Regions from separate parts of the Mus musculus genome. Here regions 1 and 2 are each linked to region 3. A link is a contact called in public promoter capture Hi-C data. All regions are on one chromosome and are shown on one strand. The core of a region is the stretch at or near the end of the contact, and the rest is flanking DNA. Distances in the headings are between cores, read along the strand shown.

Evidence for each region. Promoter capture Hi-C pulls out the DNA fragments that hold promoters and counts their contacts.
Region 1: a promoter capture Hi-C map of erythroid cells shows a contact between it and region 3, with 16 times the contacts expected there. The contact joins the promoter of Ppcdc here to the promoter of Senp8 in region 3. A contact is called at or near these places in 2 of 39 promoter capture datasets (erythroid cells and liver).
Region 2: a promoter capture Hi-C map of erythroid cells shows a contact between it and region 3, with 27 times the contacts expected there. The contact joins the promoter of Fam219b here to the promoter of Senp8 in region 3. A contact is called at or near these places in 2 of 39 promoter capture datasets (erythroid cells and liver).

What each region holds. Positions count from the first base shown.
Region 1 is chr9:57,438,700-57,441,403 of GRCm38.p6, reverse strand. Ppcdc (phosphopantothenoylcysteine decarboxylase) reads left to right here and starts at 1,290. Exons shown (of 7, transcript NM_176831.5): 1 at 1,290-1,334. It overlaps Scamp5 (secretory carrier membrane protein 5), which reads left to right. Exons shown (of 7, transcript NM_020270.3): 7 at 1-77.
Region 2 is chr9:57,536,185-57,538,884 of GRCm38.p6, reverse strand. Fam219b (family with sequence similarity 219, member B) reads right to left here and starts at 1,357. Exons shown (of 5, transcript NM_001166364.1): 1 at 1,051-1,357; 2 at 774-861; 3 at 1-74. The coding sequence starts at 1,264.
Region 3 is chr9:59,749,326-59,752,260 of GRCm38.p6, reverse strand. Senp8 (SUMO/sentrin specific peptidase 8) reads left to right here and starts at 1,612. Exons shown (of 2, transcript NM_027838.3): 1 at 1,612-1,683. Myo9a (myosin IXa) reads right to left here and starts at 1,087. Exons shown (of 44, transcript NM_173018.2): 1 at 916-1,087.

The DNA.
Region 1 (2,704 bases), core at 41-2,540, 2.3 Mb after region 3:
TTGGCAGTTGACCTGCCCGAGCCAGTGTCTATCTGTGTAACTGGATGAATATAATAAAGGGATCATTTGACCCTGTATGTCCCTCTGTGTTACTTGTCTCCATGTGGGTCTCAATGAAGCCTTGATGTGGGATGTGAAGCAGGGTTGTGGAATTGAGTTGAGTGGATCTGTGATGCCAAAAACCATGTATTTTGTGATCCTTCCTCTGAAGCAGCCCTGAGTAGGCCATGAAGTAGTTGCCACAACTACCAGTTAGGAAATAGGAGTGGCCTGTAACACTGAGTGAGGCGCATGGCCTGACTGTGTCTGTGACTTAGGGTTTCCATTGCTGTGAAGAGACACCACGACCAAGGCAACTGTTATAAAAGGATAACATTTAACTGAGACTGGCTTGCAAGTTCAGAGGCTCAGTCCAGTATTGTCAAGGCGGGAAGTATGGCAGCATCCAAGCAGTCATGGTGCTACAGAAGCTGAGAGTTCTATAACTTATTCCAAAGGCAGTCAAGAGAAGACTGGCCTCAGGTGGCTAGGAAGATATATTTGCCCACCCCCACAGTGACACACTTCCTCCAACAAGGCCACACCCACTCCAACAAGGCCATACTTCCTAATTGTTCCTAATTCCCTGGGCTAAGCATATTCAAACCACCATAGCCCTTAGTGTTAGGACTAGAAGACTGGCCTTCCTTAGCTCCCATGGTGGGTCTCTTGAAGCTGATTGAGTGGGCTCAATGAACATGTAAGTTCTTGAAATTTCTGATTGCTGCAGGGTAATGACTACAACGATTCGAATGTGCCTAGGCTTTGCCAAAGATGTGCTCTCTAAGAATGTTGTCTAGATCCTCTGTGATGGTCATCTCTCAAGATTCCTCTCAAGTAGCAATGGGCACGGTAGCACACCCCTTTGATCCCAGCACTTATGAGGCAGAAGCTGGCAGAGTTCTAAGTTTCAGACATGCCAGTTATTGAAAGAGAGAGAGAAAGGAAAGAAAGAAAGAAAGAAAGAGAGAAAGAAAAGAAAAAGAAAGAAAAGGAAGGAAAGAAAAAGAAAAAGAAAGAAGGAAAGAAAGAGAAAGAGGGAGAGAGAGAGAAAGAAAGAAAGAAAAAAAAGAAAAAAAGAAAAAGATTGCTCAAAGTGAGCCTTTCAATGTCGCGGCTCCCCTGCCTAATGTGGCTTTAGCCTTGCACAGGGAGCCCCAATGACTACAACTCCCAGAAGCCACAGAAATAGACCACGACTCCCAGAAGGCCATGCGATCACTCGCTTTCTCTGGAGTCATTTAGAGCCGGAAAGGCGCCTAGATACCGCGATACTTGCGGGTATCCTGGAGCTGGTGAGCAGTGGAAGGGGCGGGAAAGCTGTGTCGGTGGTGCCGCCGGGTGGGGCGGTGGGAGAAGCTCCTCTGGTCGCTGTGGGTCCGCGTGAAGGTCCATGTGTAATGTGTCAGATGTGGGGCTATAGGTGTGACTCCAGTCTCAGAATTGGGGGCTATGCAGCTGCACCGGTGCCCGCAGATATCATGCTCTATCCTTAGTTTAAAAGACACCCACACTTGACGCTTACCTTTGAAAAACTGCAGCATAAGGTGCCCCCCTCCCAAAGATTTAGGACCGCCCCGAAATACAAACTTTTTTTTTTTTTTTTAAATTACGTTTATTTTGTAAGAGGGGTGGCTGTCACAGCGTGCGTGTTGAGGTCATAGGACGACCTGCAGGACTCAGTTCTACCCTGTAAGTCCCGCCCTCATTCAGGGCCTCAGACTTGTCTGCAAGCTACCTTGCTGAGCCAACGTGCCTCAAATTGTATTTTATAATCATAAACGAGAGAAAGGAGAACGCTGGCAGTATTTAGATGCTTAAACCCTAAACTTGCCGAGTGGCATTTCAAATTAGAGTTAGAGCAGTTTTTGTCAGAAAAAAAAATGTCACCGTCACCGACGTTTGGAATATTGGAAGCCAGAACTAGATAGTGGGCAGGAGAGATTCCCAGCTGCAGGAAGTGATGCGTGTTTGGGAGCTGGGGTCTTCTGCTTCTTTCTAGCAGCTGGGAACCAGCAAGGCTGTGATGTATCTTCCTGACACGTGTCCTCAAGAGGTGTACAGATGAAACTGCAGTAACTTTAGAGGCAAACATGCCTACTTCCGGTTTGAGACATCCATTGGAAAGCCAAACATTTTGGCTGCAACCAGCATTCCTTAGGTGCAGTGTGGTCACACTTTCTTGGCTACAGTCTTGCCCGTATCCTGTGGTCACATTTTCTTGGCTACATTCTTGCCCATTCTATTACTGGTAGGTATACATGGAAATTTTATACTTTGTCCTTGATTAAACTGAGAGAATTATAGTCTCACACAGAGGCCTCTTTCTCTGCTGTGTATGTGTTCTCTCTGTGTCTCTCTTAAATTTCTCTCTCCCTTCCCCTCCATTCTCCCCCTCGTTTTTTTCTCTTTCCCTCCCTCTCCTCCCTCCCTCTCCCTCTCAGGGTCTCACTGTGTAGCCCTAGCTACAGGACTTAGTATGTTCGAATCTCAACTCCTAGAAATCTGTTTGTTTCTGCATTCCAAGTGCTGGGATTAAAGGCATGTGCCACCAAACCCTACTTTTTCTTGAAATATACATAAGACTAAGTGTAAGTTCTGTGGTTATAATAAAGGTCAAGTAAAAATATGAAAAAAAATTGTTCCCTGCATATGCAGCTTAGAA
Region 2 (2,700 bases), core at 108-2,607, 2.2 Mb after region 3:
CAGAGTCGAGGGACACCAGGTTTTCATCTGGACTCTGGCTAAGAGCAGTGTAGCCCTTGTTAAACTTCACTGACCTGAGATGGGGCGGGGAAGAAAGCAGAGGCATTTCACAGGGAAGGCCAGAGCCCTGATCCCTATGCAGAAAGAACTGAGTGGACTATTCCAGACTTTCCTTCTACCCGGTCACAGTCACCACGAACTGCTGTTCTATGCAGTTGGCTCCGGCTTCTCGGATTCTTTTCTGGCCCACTCTACTGCACTGAAAGCTCCTAGGAAAGGCCCACCTCCCCATTTCAGGAACCAGGTAAAAAGCTGCATCTTTCCACCTTAGCCTGGGGATCCCAGGCAAGTCACATTTGAGTTTCAGCTATAAACAGCTGTGTGAGGTCTTATTCAGCTCTAAGAGGGTACCATTCTGCCTTTAAAAAACAAACAAAAAAAACTCCAAAAATACTGCACGGGCTCTCCATCTTCACTCCCGGGACTCCAGCAACCATCTCATCCTTTAATGCTATCCTATCTGTGCACTGATGCAACTCCCCTTTTACAAAGTCTATTTTATGACTTTTCTATTTTGCACAGTCTTTTAATAAAGAGTAGAGGTAGTTCCAGTTCTCACTCTCCCACCCAGCCCCATCCCTCCTAGTTCCCATTCTTAAGATACCAGCAAATAAGCTAGCTAGCTCAACCTTAAACAGTGCCCTGATTCCCAAACAGGAAGGGATAGGGCCTTTGAACGCTGCTGACAGAGGAAGTAAAAAGCCCAGTGAGACCTTTTCCCTGAAGAATCGGGTCGGTTCGTCAAGGCACCCAGCATGCCCTTTCTCCGCAGAACGGCCTTGGCATGGTCCCGGTGCTTCTCTGGAAGTCAAAGGGTCTTATGTCAGCCAGGTCTTCCCCATTCTGCTGCTTTTCGGACTGTCGGGGACAGGAGAGGGCTGCACCTAAACCCCCTCCACTCTGGGGACAAGATCACGGGGCTCTAGAGACCAACCCCAGGCCACAGCAACCCGCTCGGGCAGAGACCCTTATGCAGCCCACTGCACTCACTCAGCTTAGCCTGAATGGAAGGTGCGCGTGTCACCAAGTAGGGTCCCCGCTTCTCCATGGCGGGGGGCGGGCGTTCCCCGAGCCGGAGGCCCGCGCCGCCGCTCTGTCCGGAGGGCAGCCCCGCAGTTCCTGCCACGCTGTCGGGAGCCGCGCCAGGCTGAGACCCCTGGGTGGACATCCGCACCGCATGCCCGCGGAACTCCTCGGTCGCCATGACCGGTCCCGCCCCGCTCCGCCAGTGGCCAGACCGGCGCGGGGAAGAACGAATGACAAGACGTAACACGCCTTTAGAAAGATGGCGGCGCGCAGGCGCGGGTTTCCCTTGGCGCTTTCCGGCCGCCTGCTGCGGAGAGAGCATCAAGGTTCCGCCCTACCCGTCAGGAACTGGCCAGCCCAGGTCTTGCCTTTCAGGTACTCTGAGACCCGAAGTCTGTCTGAGCCTGTGGATGTGCAGGAAAGTCAGTTCAGTCTGTAGTCAAGTAAAATGACACATGGTAGGCTAGCGGGTTGTGCCGACCCAAGTCGCGTTGCAGGCCTCTTTCACCGCAGCCGGGGCTCCTTTAAGACCAATACAGGAGGGGTCGGGCTCATATGAAGGGGCTACAGGGCTCTTCTCTAGAAAACAGGCCTGGGAGGGTCAGGATTTACCCACGGCATCCTACACAAATGCCACCGGTTTTTGGTTTCTTGCCTGTCCGAGACCTTGGCAACAGCTGGCTCTTTTTTGTTTGTTTTTTGTTTTTTTCCGAGGCAGGTTTTCTCTGTGTAGCCCCCTGGCTGTCCTAGAACTCACTCTGTAGACCAGGCTGGCCTCGAACTCAGAAATCTGCCTGCCTCTGCCTCCCAAGTGCTGGGATTAAAGGCATACACCACAGCTGGCTCTCTTTAGGCATATTTCCACACTTAAATACAACCTTGGGGCTGGAATTATATAGCCCAGAGATAGACTTCTTGCCTGGCATGCAAAAGGCCTCCCTCCCTCCCTCTCCTTTTCCCTCTCTCTCTTTCCTCTTCTCTCCCTCCCTCTTTTGGTGGTAAAATGGGAAGTTAGGAATGATGGTGCACACCTGTAAGCTCAGGTCAAGGGAGGTGGAGGCCGAGTTCATGACAAGCCTGGGCTATAAGTCCTTGTCTTAAAAAAAAAAAAAAAAAAAAGAACGAAAGTCCTGCAGTAGCAAAAATAAATTGGACACCAGCAAGCAGGGTGAAAGTGCACTCTTGAGTCTATGTGGCAGGGTACAAGGCTGTGTCAAGACTCTTGACTCTGGCCCCCAAGGGATGTGCTTGTGTCTGGCTGGAAATAAGCTCCAGATCCTTGTAGAAACTGCCAAATATCGCGAGACTGTTCCATGGCTAACACATTGTCAAAGGGTAGGTCAATATTGTACAGCCGAAACCCAGGGACAAAAGAACAAAAAATGCTGCATAGGAGAAAAAGAAGCATTTGGGATCAGAGCTTTGGGAAAAAAAAAAAATCAGATTTGATAAAACCTATGCTATCTTGTGAATTCCACCCCAAACTATCTGCCGGACTCCTTTTATTTTTAGGCAGAATCTCGCTATGTAGCTCAGACTGGCCTTAAACTCACAATCCCCGAGCTTTGGTTTCCCAGGTACTGGAATTGCAGGTTTACACTACCATTCCCAGCT
Region 3 (2,935 bases), core at 363-2,862:
GACTGGTTCTTTCCTTCTACTGAAGAGACAAGATGAGGAGCAAGCAGCTTGCCCTTGTAACAGCACACATACCCTCCCTGCCTGGGCTTTCACACTCTTTGCTCTCTTTCCCTTTCAGCAACCAGTCCCTGAGGCTCCAAACATGGGTCTCAGTCTGACTCCTTAAAATCCAATGGAGTGAATATACTGGACTATGTAAATAACCCCTTCGAGTTTTCCTGGAAACTTCTTTTCAACCAAAGATCCCGATTGGTTAGAAATCAGGTAACAAGGTTTGCTTAAGAGGTCTTCTAGAGAAACTACACCAGGGCGGGGGGGGGGGGGGTGTGAGGGGGCGATCCAGCACTCTGATGGTGATTTGAAGGGCTAACCGGAGACCTACTAGGTAAGAGCATCATGACATTGGGCTATCTGAAAGCTCGTATGGGTAGGGGGAAAACCTAGCAAACCTGACTGGAAGTAAGCTGCGTGAGGGTCCCTATGAAAGCTCGGGTAGCGATGACTCGTAGGATACCCAAAGATCTGGGACGTAGCAATGCATTAGGAAGCAGTAGTGGCCTTGGTTCCCAGACAAGGATCCGCTCCGACATAACGGTGTCTAGAGGTTCCAGTCAGAGTCCTAAAGAGGGTCTAAAGAGGTTCTAGCAGGAGGTGGAAGGGGGCCAGTGACAGAAGCGCCGCGGCTACTGGTGGACAGAATGGTGTCTGGTCAATGAAAGGTACGGGAGAGTCGAGTCTGGGGGTGGAATCCCGGCGGTACTCCGGCGATTGCTAGGCTTTAGGGGCAGAGCTGCTGGCGGGGCGTCTCCGCCGGGGCGGGGCGGGGCAGCCCTCCGGGAGCCAAAGAGCCGAGCGGGAGACGTGGGCCGGGCCAGGCCAGGCGGCAGGGCCGCTGGGTGCTGGGGCGGGTCTTACCTCTGGCTGCGCCGCGGTGGCCACCACAGCCCCTTCCTCTTCGGCGGTAGCCGCTTCCCCAGCTCGGTTTCCAGGGTCAGAAGGAGAAAGCAGAGGCCGAGGCCGCCGGGGGGTAGGAGGGTTCCGCGAGGGTGGGCCCAGTCGCCTCAGGGTCCGAGAGAGCGGCGGCCGCGCATCCCCCGCCCTGTCAGAGAGACTCCGCCCGGACTGGGCAGGCACATCCCCCGCCGCACCCCGCCCAGAGAGCACGCGTTGGAAGCTAAACCGCGGTCCCTGCTTTTGCCCGGGGACCGGTATCTCCGCCGCAGTCCCTCCCCGTCCTGCCAGGACTTTCCGACGGCCACCGCCAACTGCCTCTGCGTCCCCAGTCCTCTCAGGCCTGCGCGCCCCCGACCCCGCTCACGCGGCCCCGCCCCGCGCGGCTCTCCAGCAGCAGCCGAGCAGGCGCGCGCGCACTTACCTCCCACGCCCCCTGCTGCCAAGCCCCGGACAGCCCCGCCCGGCCCCGCCTCCGCACGTGACGCTGCTGGAGCGGGCTGCCTGCGCTTGCGCGGACACGCCTATTTTCCACCCTCCGAATGGCCCCGCCTCCCCATTCCTTCTTCACTTTACGGCAGGGCTGAGACCTCCGTGTTAGATTCTCGATTACTACATAAAAACGTCGTAAGGTTGGAAAGGCAAACTCTGGGATTACGACCTTAAGTCTCACTTTCCGGCCAGTACAGAGCTCCCTGAAGGCTGGTTGGGTTGGTGAGGCCTGAGGAATAGGTAAGACGCCTCCTCCCTACTTAGGTTTGTCTCAGTTTTTGGAAGCAGTGGATCGCTTTGCGCTCCACGCAGACTCTAGTGTGTCCGAGCCCCTTCCTCATTCTGCAGCTGGATTCTCAGCGCCGCCCCTTTTCCACACACGCACGCCCCTCCCCCCACTTGTTCCCGCCCCCGTGGCCAAGTATTTCTTTCCATTCATTCCACAGACTTTTCACTGAGTTGTTTCTATGCTGTAAAATCCAGAATATTAGAAGAAAATGAAAAAATATCCGCTCTTTTGAAGTGCTGTGATGTAGGAAACAAAGAATCCGCAATGGTAACACAGTAAAATAACACGGGATGAGCTGAACACAAACGGGGGAGTGGGGGGGGGGGGGTCCTTGATTGCAGAAGAGGACTTTTCCCAAATGACTTTCAGGCCTGTGGAGAACTCGTGTTAAAACCTTGGTGGACCGAAACTGGCCAGAAAGAAAATGGGAGTAGAGAAAGGCTAGTACAAAGGCATGTGACAAACAACCTAAGAGTAAAAAGCAAGAGGATTGGCATATACCTAGTAAAAACCGCGCAGGTAGACTTCCATTTGAAACAACTAGACTATGTGGCGAGTGAATTTAAGGCCAATCTTGATCACAAGGCGGGGGAAACTTAACTATAACAAGTGCAAGAAATAATCAGATGCAGGTGCAAAGGCTGTTTTTGAAGATGGCTGATTGCCTGGGATGGCTGGCCTGTTAGCTCCTGAAAGAATAAGGCAGCTAGATCTCCAAGTGGGAAGCCAGTCTGAGCCAATTTTAAAAAAAAAAAAAAAAAAAAAAAAAAAAGCAGATATGGTAGTACACGCCGAGTTTCAGGCTAGCAGGGGATACATAGTGAAACCTTGCCTCAAAGAATAAAGTGAAGTTTAGCTCAGTGAGTAGAACAAGCACTAGATTCTGGGCTCTGGGTCAGTCCTGACTTGGGGAGGTCGGGGCGTGATGGGTGAGTGAAGGGTGAGCCATGGAACCTGAAAGTGAATGACTAAGGGTGAGGAGGGGTAGAGAAGAGAAAAACAGCAGGAGAACACGAGCTTGTCCGTCCATTAGAATCACCTAGGATGCTTTTTTTTTTTTCTTTTTTTAAGTAAAACTAATACCCCTCCAACAAACTATAGCTCACTAGATGACTAATGTTAAGGGTAGAGTCCAGCAAGCTACACAGGAGCGATGAGTGGTGTGAATAGACAAGAAGCTGAGGGAGTTGATTTCCAAACCTT